2 separate regions of the Zea mays genome follow, and region 2 is linked to region 1. A link is a contact called in public Hi-C data. All regions are on one chromosome and are shown on one strand. The core of a region is the stretch at or near the end of the contact, and the rest is flanking DNA. Distances in the headings are between cores, read along the strand shown.

Region 1 (7,298 bases), core at 2,231-4,730:
TGGTCCTGCTGGCTTCTCATCAGAAACAGAGCATAGCTCTGAGTGGTTAACCAAGTTTCGAGCAACATGGAAAGGCATGCTAATGAATCGTCTTTGGGAGTCCAATTTTACTCCCCAAAGGGTTATTAGGTAGTCTAAGCTTATTGCACTTATGCTTTTTTTCGAAGCATTACATATTACAAATTAAAATTTCATGTGACTTTTTATTTGTTTTTTGCCCTCCATTTCCAAATTGTAATTCGTTTTGCTTTGTCCTAAGTTAAACTTTAATATCTTTGTCCAAATTTATAGAAAAATACATAAACATATTTTTATAGCCCATTTATTTTGTATTGTACCCTCTCTGTTCCAAATCGTAAGATTTTTTTTTGGTACATTATTTTTACTGTGTATCTAGACATAGTGTATATATAAGTGCGTAGCAAAACGTCTTATGATTTGGAATGGATGGATAAGTACATGTTAATATTGTGTGTTTTTTTTCTGGGGATTCCTGCATAGACAATATTAAGATGACTTACAATTTGGAACTGAGGGGGTATTTGGAATATAAATAGGATGGCATTGCAACAGAATCTATTATTCGGATTTAAATGTTGGAACAACCTGCCCTTAAGGTTAGAGAGTAGCATGGTTAGTCTTTTCAATTGGTAAACGTGTGGTGTCAGTCGTGACCTCCACATCAGACAAAGTTTACATGGCTTTACATGGAAAACTTCAAAGAAAAACTTGAAGTTGCGTTCGAGTTGGAAACACCTGCCCAGTTCGAGCTGAGTCCATTAATCTCCATTAATAAAAGTTGCATTCAAATGTGTGAAAGAAACCGAAGTAACACCTACACCAGTCAGGCTCAAATTAACATTTCTGAGCATTTCCATCTGCATTACTACACACTTCAGAGGCCCCTTGAGCATATGCATATCACTACTGTTTTGCATCCAAGACCTGAGCAGCACAAGAAGGATGCTCACAGGGGCCTGCGCAGAGGTTATGGAGGAGTGTTTGTCACTTCTCAAGAAGACTAAGTGATGCTAAACTCATGCTGTGTCATGTCACAACTTTGAAGCTGCCTAGGTGCCTACCAATTCCCGCTGCATATTGGAATTTAAAATAAGAACTGCATAAGTTGTCATTTTTTATTTTATTTATTCCTTGTAGTCAACATGCATAGACATCTTATGTTCTGACATGGCAGTCACATATGCGACTGCTGGCTGCTGCAAATAATGGCCACTTGGCCAGGTTAAAAATGGGCATATCCGCATATGGCATGGGCTACTTTAACAGAGTAGAGGGGCCAGCCATATTCAGATCATACTAGAGGGGCTCAATTGCTCCAATGGGAAAATTATGTGAGGCTTTGTTGCAATTTTGCTGCAAAAACAAAGAACAATGCTCTTATATTTTTTTGGGTAGGTGCTCCTACATTTTGTCCTTATATTTGTTTGTTTGTCTCAAACAGGGGATTGGGTCCTTGGGGTCCAGGTCTAGTACAGAGATATACCAGTGCCAGGTTTGGTACAAGTTCTACTGGTGAATTACTAACAGATGAAGAATCGGCATTGATGACAGGTATTCTTTTTTTGGTTAACTAACCCAGTAAATGCATTGTTTCTTGCTATAGTTGCAACTGAACCTTATAGTTGTTTTATCTTGTGTGAAGATTATATGTACCATACGTTAGCTGCCAAAGCTAGTGGAGAGCTGTGCTTGAAATATATATTTTCCTTCGGGGCATTTGCAAGGAAACCTCTTCTGCAGTGGTTAGCTTCTTATACTTATCTAATTATGTATAACTGTTCTCTGATAGTGATCATGCACAATTACAATAATTAGTCTCTTGAAGTCATGGAATTCAATCATTTTAGAGATCATATCCAAGAGCAGCGATGTGAGCCTGCATGATATCTGTAAATTAGTTTTCATGTGGAAATTATATTATCACGTCAATTGGGACGGTTAATTCTAGATGCAACAAGTTGTCCAAACAAGCATTCTGAATGTCAATGAAAGCATCATTTCATTTGGAGTCAATGGAGTCTCTGTGATGTATAGTGATTCTTTACTGTCCTCTAACTTGCAACAGCGCGTCCGATTGGAAAGTGCCGACTACTTTCATATATGGGCAGCAAGATTGGATGAACTACCAAGGCGCTCAGCAAGCACGGAAGGACATGAAAGTTCCTTGTGAAATAATCAGGGTGCCGCAGGTAAAACTTTCATGCTGGCAGTGTTACATAGTCACGAATTTTACAATACTGGTTCAGGACTAAACTTCAGTTGTCATGTGCTGCAGGGTGGACATTTTGTGTTCATAGACAACCCTTCAGGGTTCCACTCGGCTGTCTTCTATGCGTGCCGTAATCTTCTATCAGTAAATGGAGAGGAGGGATTCACATTTCCTGATGGCCTAATATCTGCGTGAAGTGGCATGTTCAACAAGCTTGCTCAACAACAGTTTACATAAAGCAAAGATATACGATTGTGGAAATCATTGCCCATTTCCACCAATTTGCTTGTATACGGATTATGCTGTGTATATATTACATAACAAATGTATTAGTATCATTTAATGCACGATTTGTGAAAGGGCCTGAGTTTGTATTTAGCGAATTTTAGGTTGGTTTTTTTCCCTTTTTCTTCTTTCAGTGCGCTTGCTAGTCAATCCCATACTATAAGCCGTGATCATTTTTTGTTTATGTCTCATAATATAAGGCACATCTCACTACACACGTTTATCGATGCAGTGATATATAGGGAATTAAATACAATTTTTGGTTTTTAAATCAGAGGTGGTTACTGGAACCGAGGGAGTAACGCAGAAAGCACCTCTCTATTTTTTTTATCATGTTTGGTCTTCTAAAATTCGACTCTATCTATTTCAAATTATAGTAAGGCGTTTTAGCTTTTCTAATAAGTATATATTTTCTATATACATTTTGATATATGCTATGGTATAAAATTAATTATACTTGGACGGCAGCTCACACAAACACAACACAAGGCCTGTTTGGTTTAGCTTTTTTCTGACCAGCTTTTCTGAAAATCTGGCTGTGAGGAGAATCTGGCTGTGGGGAGAATCTGAGTATCATTACGACTACGTGTGTAGGAAGATAAAGTTGTTCATAGGACTCAGGATCTAGAAAGTGATGGATTCCTGCTATTACAATGACTTAACCGATTATGTGTTTATGTGGATTTTGGATGGTTTTTGCCCCAACGAATTTTATAAAAACTGGCTGAAAATCTAAGTGTTTAGCAGTCCGCAACAGCTTTTGGTGGCCAAAAGCTGCCAGAAGCTGAAACAAACAGGCTCACAAACAGTCAACCTTTCTTCCCAGTCGGCCAGTCCCCTCTCTCTGGCGCCTGGCGGTCTGGCCTAAGCCCACATGCCGCTGGACTGGTTGCGCAACCTTTCTCATCAGTCCCCTCTCTCTGGTCTACTCAGACTTCTTCGATGAGCCTAAACCCACATGCTGCTGGTCGCGCTGCTGCACGGGGTAGGAGAGCATGGCGCCGGGGGGTGGCACTTCGGCGGCCGGCCTCGTCGCCGCCACCTCCCGGATTGCCTCCCTCGGCCGCGCGGGCGACGCGGCCTCCGCGCGCGCCATGTTCGACGCCATGCCGCGGCGCGACGCCGTAGCCTGGAACGCCATGCTCACCGCCTACGTGCGCGCCGGGCAGCCGCGCGACGCACTCACGCTCTTCTCCCGCGCGCCCGCGCCCGACGCGTTCTCGCTCACCGCCGCGCTCTCCGCGGCCGCGGCACTCCGAAGCCCCGTCGCCGGAGCGCAGTTGCACGCCCGCCTCATCCGAGCTGGCCTGCGGGCGCTACTCCCAGTGGGCAACACGCTCGTCGACATGTACGCCAAGTGCGCCCGCGCTGACGACGCGGCGCGCGCATTCGGTGAGATGCGCGAGCGCAATGCGCTGTCCTGGTGCTCGCTCCTGCATGCCTACGTCGTGTCAGACCACCTGATGCTCGCACAGGAACTGTTTGATCAAATGCCCAACAGAAATAATGTCGCCTGGAACACGTTGCTTATGGGGTATTCGCGCAGTGGCAATGCTAACCAGTGCTTGCTTCTCTTCAACAAGATGCGGGCGGAGGGGATGGCCTGTGATGGGGCAACACTCTGCATTCTCGCTGATGCTTGCACCGAGCTGGCCCATCCATCTGCTGGTTCTGCAATTCACAAGGTTGCAGTGCAGAGTGGATGGAGTGCAATGGCCGAGGTCAGTAACTCCCTGATTTCCCTGTATAGTAAATTCAGTTTGCTTGACGATGCCGTGCGGATCTTTGAGTCCATGGAGGTGCGGACGATTGTATCGTGGAATTCACTGATTGATTCTTACATGAAGCTTGGCTGTGTAGAAAAAGCCACTTCTCTATTCAGACGTGTACCTGAGACTAATGTCATCTCCTGGACTGCGATGATCGGAGGCCTCGCAAGGAACGGCTGTGCTGATGAAGCACTCGCGCTATTTATTGTGATGCTGGCACACGAACACATCCATCCAGATGACTTCACATTTGGGAGTGTGCTGCATGCTTGTGCTACTGCGGCATCTCTAGCAAGTGGAAGGATGGTCCACTGTAGGGCGTTCCGAAGTGGGTTTGCGGCCTACTTGTACGTGGCCAACAGCTTGATGGACATGTATGCCAAGTGCGGGGATGTGGAGGGTGGTACTAATGTGTTCGGTGCCATCGTCAACAAGGATCTGGTCTCATGGAACACGATGTTGTTTGGATTTGCAATAAATGGATGGGCCAACGAAGCACTGGTGGTGTACGACAGCATGAAATCCCATGAAGTCTGCCCCGATGAGGTGACATTTGCAGGTTTACTCACAGCCTGTAACCACTCTGGTCTTCTGGAGCATGGGGAAAGCTTCTTCGAGTCAATGGTGTCTGTTCATGGAATTCAGCCAAAGCCAGAGCATCTGTCTTGCATTCTTGACATGTATGCAAGATCAGGGAACATTACAAAGGCTATGGAGATGTTGGATCTTTATTCAGAAACGATTCGGGCACATAACAGTGACATACGTGAAGCTCTGCTTAGCGCATGCTCTTTGGAACACCTGAATTTCAGGGTTGCGAGGAAGGCGATGGAAGACATGGTAGCGACCAAGTCTGCGGGAGACGTGGGCTATGTCATGCTGTCCAACTTATTCTGTGCCGCTGGGCAGTGGAACCAGGCTGAGCAAGTGCGAATAGCAATGGCTGAGCACGGCATCAAGAAGACACCTGGTTGTAGCTGGATCGAAGTCCAAGGTGCTGTTAAGGTTTTTGCATCAGGTGCACAAGATCTTGATCATTCAGGTTCTGTATTGGATGTTATTAGCTTGTTGGATGAAGAGATGACAAATAGCATGTATTTTGATTTGTAGTCGTATGTATAGGTCATCAGTCATCACAGCGTCCCGCACTGTGAGTGTTATTATTTCCAAATGGAACTTTCTTCGTTTCCACATACGCTCCACGGCAAAGAAGTTCTAAGGTAATGCTCTAGTCAAAACCTCTCTAAAACTAATAGTTAGTCAGTTAAAATTAGCTGAGAGGTTTAGAACATATTAGTTAATGGACTAGCTAATTGTTAGTTATACCCTTAAATAGTTGTTAATTGTTAGCTACCTCAACCCAGCTAAAACCGGCTAATAGGTGACAAATTGCCCCTAACCGTTTTTACCTACCAGCTTATCAGGTAAAGGGATATGAGTAGTAATAACATTTTTAGCTTATAAGAATAATATATTAGCTTCAGATTTAGAACACCCCTAGCTAATAGTTAGGCTACCTCGCGTCCTCTGCCTCACCGTCGGCGCCGGCCACATGGTCAATGCTTTCCATGCAGCGGGAACCAAGGACACCACTAGGGTCGACCTCGTCGACTTTCCACTGCTGGTCCATCGCACAGATCCCCGCTACCTCCTGTTCTCCGACGGCACCTTGGACCTCGCGTTCTCGGATGACCCCTCGGCCACCTCCGGTGTGCTCTTCCCGTCCTGCCTCGCGAGAGGCTGAGCGTGCCATCCGCCGCGGTGGCGACATTGCGCTCGTGTTGGACCAGGAGATTGAGGCCACCGTCGTCGCCACACTATTCAAGAGATCGTGTCGTGGATGTGAAAGATGTCACATTGGATGGCTCTTAGGTTAGGCTACTAATCATGTAGAGTAATGGCACTACTTCAGATACATTTTGATCCATGTCCATTCACTTCCTGTATTAACATGAATTATAATTAGTATATATGATGGTACCTATATGTGTATCTAAAGTTTGTGTTAGGATGTAGTTGTGAAGGTATGACAATAATGGTGGCATTTATGTTTGAGAATGATAATATGTATATGTGTATCTGAAGTTTATGTTTGTGTATAATAAAACATCTATGCTGACATGGTTAAATAATCTCTTCTTTACTACTAATATAAAGGATCGGTTTCAACGATTCGATGGTTTGTCGTCTTGTGTGACATTTTTGCACAAACCTCCCTCATATTTCCTTTTATCAACCCGATGCCCTCTCCTCCCTCATCCCCACGCCCCCTCTCCCATCCACTTTTCGACAACCGCATGCAAACGCCTTCTGTGCCTTTCTCTCGCAACAAATGCATGTGCCACCGGTCTTGCAACAAATTCAAGCTCCACTGGTCTCCTCTCCCTCACGAATGTGGATCTCTTGCGCCAGCAGCCACTACTCCACCTTCATCCGGATTATTTAATTCCTAATCAGCACGTAATGAGGAGTGGAGGACTGAGGAGGACAATCCAATCTATGACCGCCTCTATCGTGCGCTCGCCGATGGTGATTAATTGATGGGTACATGGCACGACTAGTCACGCACGTCTCCATAGCGCTAGCCGCCATCGCCGCACTCTCACTCTTATACCTCTTGCGCCCCACATCCATCTACTGCTTCCCTGCGTCCCACCCACTCGCCCTCACCATCTCGCACACTCCATTCCCCTCCACCTCTTGTGATGCCACCTCATGTCGAGTGGTCCCATCTAACCACCGCCTTGCTAAGCTTTGTGCTTCCCCGTGCTGGAGATACCATGCCACTTCCCTGTCTACATCCATGTTCCTACCACTCTATGGCATCGACATCCTCGTTGCCCCTTCTCGCGTCCTCTGCCTTGCCGCCAGTGTCGGCCACACAGTCGATGATTTCCACGCTGCGGGAACCAGGGACACCACTTGGGACCTCATCGACTTCCCACTGCTAGTCCACCACGTGGACCCCCACGACCTCCCATTCTCTGACAGCGCCTTCGACCTTGTGTTCTCAG
Region 2 (7,432 bases), core at 4,082-6,581, 140 kb after region 1:
GTCGGCCGGGCCAACGGTCGGCCGCGCGATCTGCGCGGGACACGTGGCCGAGCCAACGGCTAGAAGGGGGCACCGGACTGTCCGGTGTGCACCGGACATGTCCGGTGTGCACCGGACATGTCCGGTGCGCCAACGGCTCTCAGGCTGCCAACGGTCGACTGCGCCACTTATGGAAAGAAATCGGGCACCGGACATGTCCGGTGTGCACCGGACTGTCCGGTGCGCCAGTCGACAGAAGGCAAGATCAGCCTTCCTAGATTGCTCTCAACGGCTCCTAGCGGCCTTGGGGCTATAAAAGGGACCCCTAGGCGCATGGAGGACAATACCAAGCATTCTTACAACATTCCTAAGCACCAAGACATCGATTTCGCGCCTTTGATTCTTTGCGATAGCAATTAGAGCTCTAGTTGAGTGGTGAACTCATTAAGTTGTGTTGTGAGCTCTCGTTGCGACTTGTGTGCGTGGTGTTGCTGTGATTTCTTGTCTTGAGTGCGTTTCTAATCCCTCCCTTGCTCTGTGCTTCTTTGTGAATTTCAAGTGTAAGGGCGAGAGGCTCCAAGTTGTGCAGATTCCTCGCAAACGGGATTGAGTAAAGCAAAGCAAAACACTGTGGTATTCAAGTGGGTCTTTGGACCGCTTGAGAGGGGTTGATTGCAACCCTCGTCCGTTGGGACGCCACAACGTGGAGTAGGCAAGCGTTGGTCTTGGCCGAACCACGGGATAACCACCGTGCCATCTCTGTGATTGTTTTCTTGTGGTTATTGTGTTTTGTTGAGATTCCTCTCTAGCCACTTGGCATTTACTGTGCTAACGCTTAACCAAGTTTTGTGGCTTAAGTTTTCAAGATTTACAGGATCACCTATTCACCCCCCCTCTAGGTGCTCTCAATGGGGTCTTCTACAAATGTAGGATGTGATTGTGTTTCAAAAACATATCCAATACCTTATAATTTTCCTTCCTCCGGTCCATTATAAAACCCATACGAACTTGACAATCAGTTCTAGTTTCAGCCATACTTCGTTAGATGATTCCTTTTATCTTCTAATCTATGGCCCTCTTTTGCACAAACATATCTGCAGGACATGACCTTCCCCATTTGTCTTCCTTTTGTTTGTGTACCTTTTCTAACTTCGAAGCCTTCCAAACCTCCACAACTAACCCAAAAACATCCGGGCCTCATCTATATTATTAAACTCCATTCCAATTTCAGGTGACAAAATAGGCAACACACCCTCCCTACAATATAAAAACATGATTTGGTGATAGTGGGAAAAATAAGGAGGAAAACCACATGGCATTACACACCTATTGTTTTCCATCTGAAAGACAAGGATTCCTTTAGCTTGTTTCAACAAAATCTTAATAAGAAAGTGCAAAGGAAACCATCTTCGTACTCATACATGGATGCAGATCTGACTTCATTACGTGTTCCTATCTGACTTCGTTACCTGTTTCTATTGTTGGATCATTGATGATTTGGCATCCAACTATGTTGCATCAGGGCCTAAATCTGCGCCAAAAAATGAGACGTCGTGCCAAAAAGCACATCAATGCTATATGCCATTTCAGGAATACAAGCTTTTGTTGGGCCAGGAGTGCATGAGAGCCTAACTCTATGACCTGTGAGATGAGCCAAATGTGTGCCATCATTGGATTTTTTTTGAGAGAACAGGAGAGGGACCCCTACTGGAAATTTTATTATTACTGGAAAATTACAGTTCAGAAAATACAATGAGAAAAATTACACAAGGGAGGGGCTAATTAAGACTGCCATTGCTGAAGCCAGTTAGGAATGGAAGAATCATATATTCCCCGCGCTCTGTGGATGACCAGAAGTAATTCCTTTGTGAATTCATGCTTGCATTGCTGCACCGTTGGGTTTTTGTTCTCAAATAACCATGCATTTCGACACTTCCATATGCTCCATGTCATGAGGATAACTATCTCCATAGAGAAGGGAACGTTGAGTTGCTGTTTGAGATTTGCCGAAGCCTCCTCGGGATTAGCAATTCTAGGAGGCGTCATACCCATCATTGGATTTACACTTACACGTTGAGGATGATGCGACGGTAAGCATAGGTCTATGTGTGCGACGTTAGGTGATCTGAATCCCTTAAACCCCCTATTCGTACTTTCTATCCATATCTAAATATCTCTTCCTTAACTATTCTTCTCCTATTTCATATCCTCTCCAACCAATTCCGCTATCCAGCTCCCATTCACCCTTTAACCGAGCTATTTGACTTTTATACATCAATTTTTGGAATTTTAAAAAATACTACCATATTTGTAGTACCGTAAAACATATTGTTGGCAGAGCTTCATATTGGTTAATTTCACATCTAAATTTAGTAATTAATAGATGGGGGAGATTAGAGCTTTCCCATCAATGGAATGAAAATTTTCTCTGTCCCTAGACGCCGGGTCACCGAGGAGGAACGGTTGGAGTGCTTCAGAGATTCACCGTACACGGAGTTGAGAGGAAGGGGAAGATGAGGGAGAGCCGTTGGATACAACCTAAGGCTAACTCTAGCAACGCCGTGCATGCGAACGTATATAACACTGCTTTGTATTATAGATACATTGTTTGTAAAGTGCAGTTTTAAATACGGAGCAATGATTTCAAGTCGCCTGGTCGATCCCTGGGACCGACCAGGCGACTAGTCGCGATTAGGCGACGACTAGGACGATTAATCGACTCCTAGTCGGTCCTAGTCGTTTCCTGGCCATCCTAGTCTAGTAGTTATATTTATATAGCTATATATATAAATGTACATGTATACAACTACATTATATAAATTAGAAAGTCACTACTTAGCACAGGCTTAGAATTAGAGCAGCCAGCAACCATCCACTAATTTGGCAGAACTGCAGAGAAGGGGGAGAGCAGGAGGAACCTTGAGATGACGAGCTCATCTCCTCAGTGGTGCAGGCCTGCTGGAACTTGGGAAGGGGCAGGGTGGGGACTGCAGCTAGTGAACCTTAAGACAGTCACCGCATGTGGAGACTGCAGCAGGCGAGCAGGAAGGGGCAGGGTGGTGTAGCCGCTGATGATGTAGCTCTACACCACCCTCTGATGATGTAGTCGCCGATGAGCTATAGGTTTGAAGGGGCAGCCACCGGCGACCAAGTGTGAATAAGGGCTAGAACAGTCGAGCTAGCAAGAGAGGAGAGTAGGAGACGTAGTGCACTGTTTGGCGGCTAGGTATTGCAAGGAGAGGAGAGGGTAGTCCAAAGTATACTGTAGATGGGTTGAAAATGGCCCAATAACAAAAACCCTAGCCAGGATGACAAGGAAACAGTAATCGGGCGATTAATCGCCCTAATCAACGATTAGTCGGACGACCAAGACGACCAGCCTATCTAGTCGAGTCGTCCAGCTAATCGAGCCCAAATAGCCGACCAGCCCGACTTCGGACGACTTGAAATCATTGATACAAAGTACGATAAAGAGTAAAATAAAAGGCTGCTGGAGATAGTCTAAAACTGTAACCGGATTCAGGGTTTACTATCACAGGTATTTACAGGAGAGACGCAACTTTGTTCTTCTTCAACTCCATCACAATCATACTGTTTCACAAGGTAAAACCAACCGACCGGCTATCTGTATCTTCTCCTATCATCGTCTCAGGCTCTCAGCAACGTCAATCTTCAAATGCGGCTGAGCATCCCTACAAACAAAGAACATTCCTGACTTCCTGAGTGCAGTGTGCAGTGAAACATGATTTGAGTTCCAGACATTGTCTTTTATCTTGGCCCCTGAGAAATAATACTACAGCAGAGGATGCATATTGCTGTGAAAGGTTGTCCTTTCCAATAAACTTTTATCTAATGGGCCAAAAAAAAAACAACAATCAAATAGTTCTCCATTCTCATCCATGTCAGAGAAACGCAAGCTCCATATCTCATCACCTTGCCAAACCGGCTGTAAGATCCAATCTTGCAGCCTACGAAGTTTTTGAGCCTTCCTGGGATGCTTTGAATATGCGGTATGCAGCTATGCACATTGTTATGTTACCAACCACTGTCAGAGCACCTTGAAGGGCTACAAGAACCTGTGGGTCAAGCAAGAAAACCATTATCACGAAGGCAAACAATACGAGCAGAAGATCTGTTTCAAATGTTGGGTTGTACTTTTGTCTATTTTCATGAAAACTCCGAAGGGTTAACATGTGTAATAATTATGTCATCATAAGAAGTAGTAAAACATGACTGCATAAGGATCTCAGCGAAAAGAATATCTGAAAATAGTCGCTGGTCTACACTAATCAATGTTTCATTCATAGCAGGAACACAATGGCATCTCACAATCAAGAACATAAAAATTGGGGACAGATACGTTTGATAATCATATCAGCAAACAACAAACACGAAACTGCACTTTTAACCCAAAGGAAATATCTTACTTCAAGAGACTCTGAATTGTAGAAGAAATGCCACGTGCAAGCACACATTGCTCCACCTAGAAGTGGAACCTATTCGGCAGAAATGAAAATTTGTCAGTCAATAAAACGTAACATAAGCAGTGTCAAAACAGTTGGAAATTTATGAACATATGAACTCCCTAAATAGCAAAGTTCTGCAAATAGAAGAAATACATAAAAGTTTCTTCTGCTCAAGACGACACTGAAGTGAACCGTTTCTACGACAAAATCTTAAAACATCGCAATCTGTAGTTCTACAGGCGGGATAGAGAAGAACCACCACACATTTCTTCAGCAAACGATATCTTAGCTACGACGAAATTTACGCTCACCATCCCCCACGAGAGGCCTTTCCAACCCTTGAGCCCCGTCTTCTCGCCGTAGTCCCAAACCAGCCACATCGCCGTCACCCTGCAACGCAAATCCCCGTCAGGGATTCAGACATTCACTCCTCACAGAGCTTACAGGCGCGGAAGCAGTTGTTGCTAGCCGGTAGCAGAGAGAAGCGGCACCACTCGGCGACGCTGGAGACGTGGACGGCCCAGGTGGGCAGCGAGAGCGCGTTCGCCGGCTCGGACAGCGCGGCGAGCGCCGGTGGTGAGGCGGCCGCGGCCGCCGCCACGGCAGCAGCTGCCGCCAGGCCCATCCCACCTGTCAGACGGACTGCGGAGGACGGTCTCCGCTGCTTACGTCGAGGTGGCGGCGGAGGACCGGAGGGCGCTAGCGTTGCCACGAGCCGGAGGGATGCCATTGGAGCCGGAGGTTGGCGCTAGCGCTACCGTCCGTGAACGGTCAAAAATATCAGTGGCAACGTCAGCACTCGAACCTGTCTTGCGGTCGGTCACGTGCCCCTCACGCGCTGCACTAGGGTTTCCGCAGCATATCTAAATACTGGAGCACCCCCGTCCGATCTCCCCCTCTTTTCCGGCTGCGCCTTCCCCTCGCAGCCGCCAGTCCTCAACGCCACTATCAGCAGCCACCGCCCGTTACTTGTGATGTCTCCCGCCCTCGCCGCTGCCGTGGAGCCCATGGCCGTCGACGACTCCGCCTCCAAGAAGGCCAAGCGCAAGCAGCTCAAAGCCGCTGCCGCCGCCGCCGCCGCGGAGGCAGAGGAGGAGGCTGCTTCGGCCAAGAAGAAAGAGAAGAAGGAGAAGAAGCGGAAAGCGAAGGAGCCGTCCCCTCCGCTCCCGTCGGCCGCATCATCTGGCGAGGAGAAGAGCAGCACCAGCTCCGAGGAGACAGCCCCCACCGCGAAGAAGGCGAAGAAGGACAAGACGAAGAAGAATGTCGAGGTCTCGTCTTCAGCCTCAGATGACGACGGCGAGATCACGGCCGGCAGCGACGAGGACCCCGCGGACCCGAACGCGCTGACGAACTTCAGGATATCGGAGCCACTGAGGCAGAGCCTCAGGTCCAAGGGGATCAAGGCACTGTTCCCCATCCAGGCCACCACTTTCGACCTCGTACTCGACGGCAGCGACTTGGTTGGCCGAGCGCGCACCGGTCAGGTGAGAAGCCGTTCCGAATTGTGATTCATTTGTTTACAAGGTGTAGTCCTTATTACTTGGCATGCATAGCTCTTTGAATTGCTAGCAGACTGTTCCTGCTCGTACACTTGAATGCTTTGCTTGATGAGCGACATGGAAACTTTTCTGTGTCTTAATGAATTCAAGTAGAATTTGATTTTGAACAAAAGATGGTTGCATTATGTTGCTCTGTCTGAACAGTATTAATGCATACAATAGCTTGGAGGTGAATTGGTGTTTCTGCCAGATAGCTATATTCAGTATAGAGTTATGATTATGTAAGTGCTGGATAGAAATATTCTCAAGAAATTCCCTGAATTTCTCATTTTGATGTACTTGACAAGTGGTGGCCATGAGGAACACCATTGCTCTTTTATAGTATATTTCTCTGAAAACCTGTATGACAAATGTTATTTCCTACAGGGAAAAACTTTGGCTTTTGTCTTGCCCATATTGGAATCTTTGGTTAACGGGGCAAATAAGGCATCTAGGCGGACTGAACATGGCAGGACCCCAAGTGTTCTCGTTCTGCTACCAACAAGAGAGCTGGCCAATCAGGTAAAATCTTGCATCTGTACCTGATTCAAGAAATTGGAATCTTTTGCACATGTTTTTTTTTTGACATAAATGCATCATTAAAATGAACTTCAGGTGCATGCCGACTTTGAGTTTTATGGTGCAACATTTGGGCTTTCTGCATGTTGTGTGTATGGGGGTTCACCTTATCGTCCTCAAGAAATGGCATTGAGAAGAGGCGTGGACATTGTTGTTGGAACTCCTGGTCGTATCAAGGTGATTATCATGTCTTTGTTGATACCTCCAACCCATTGTATCGTGAGCTCATTTTCTTGTTTTCTTATGCATGCTATATTACTTGTGCAGGATTTTATTGTAAAAGGAACTCTCAACTTGAAATGCTTGAAGTTCCGTGTCCTTGACGAAGCTGATGAGATGCTTAACATGGGCTTTGTTGATGATGTCGAGCTCATTCTTGGTATGCTCACTTGTCAGTTTCTAGTATTGCAGGTTCTTATATACAATTTTTTTTACAACATAAATGAGTACAAATGAGCTAACTGTTTTCTTTATACCTTTTTATTTACTAGCCACCTGCTTTTTAAATGGATCAATTAACATGGTTTTCAAATGGAGCATTTAACAGTGTTGGTTAGCTTTCTGTTTGATGCATTTAATCACTCCTGCTAATATATATATGAACAGGCAAGGTAGAAGATGCTACCAAAGTACAGACACTTCTGTTCAGTGCCACTCTGCCAGATTGGGTGAATAAGGTAAGACCATCTTATATGACTTCTCTATTTTAAATATTTTTCCAGTGTTTTGTGAGCTGAAAATGTGATCTGGAATTATTGTAGCTCTCTATGAGGTTTCTGAAAGTTGACAGGAAAACAGTTGATCTTGTCGGTAACGAGAAACTGAAGGCCAGTGCATCTGTTAAGCACCTTGCTCTTCCTTGTAACA

The links. A called contact is a pair of places that touch in the nucleus more often than the background predicts.
Region 2: a Hi-C map of tassel shows a contact between it and region 1, with 2.5 times the contacts expected there. The contact joins the promoter of LOC103647597 here to the promoter of LOC100191472 in region 1. A contact is called at or near these places in 2 of 25 Hi-C or Micro-C datasets (bundle sheath and tassel).

What each region holds. Positions count from the first base shown.
Region 1 is chr2:200,121,362-200,128,659 of Zm-B73-REFERENCE-NAM-5.0, forward strand. LOC100191472 reads left to right here and starts at 3,481. Exons shown (of 1, transcript NM_001367458.1): 1 at 3,481-5,474. The coding sequence starts at 3,511. The coding sequence ends at 5,394. It overlaps LOC100282633, which reads left to right. Exons shown (of 9, transcript NM_001155541.1): 5 at 1-129; 6 at 1,463-1,572; 7 at 1,664-1,763; 8 at 2,087-2,210; 9 at 2,297-2,691. The coding sequence ends at 2,425. It overlaps LOC103649211, which reads left to right and starts at 6,833. Exons shown (of 1, transcript XM_020549368.1): 1 at 6,833-7,298. The coding sequence starts at 6,833.
Region 2 is chr2:200,255,493-200,262,924 of Zm-B73-REFERENCE-NAM-5.0, forward strand. It overlaps LOC103647597 (Ycf49-like protein), which reads right to left and starts at 5,332. Exons shown (of 5, transcript XM_008672107.4): 1 at 4,937-5,332; 2 at 4,757-4,835; 3 at 4,407-4,475; 4 at 3,913-4,055; 5 at 3,455-3,671. The coding sequence starts at 5,175. The coding sequence ends at 3,948. LOC100193061 (DEAD-box ATP-dependent RNA helicase 7) reads left to right here and starts at 5,235. Exons shown (of 14, transcript XM_008672106.3): 1 at 5,235-5,932; 2 at 6,374-6,508; 3 at 6,602-6,742; 4 at 6,833-6,944; 5 at 7,172-7,242; 6 at 7,327-7,432. The coding sequence starts at 5,420.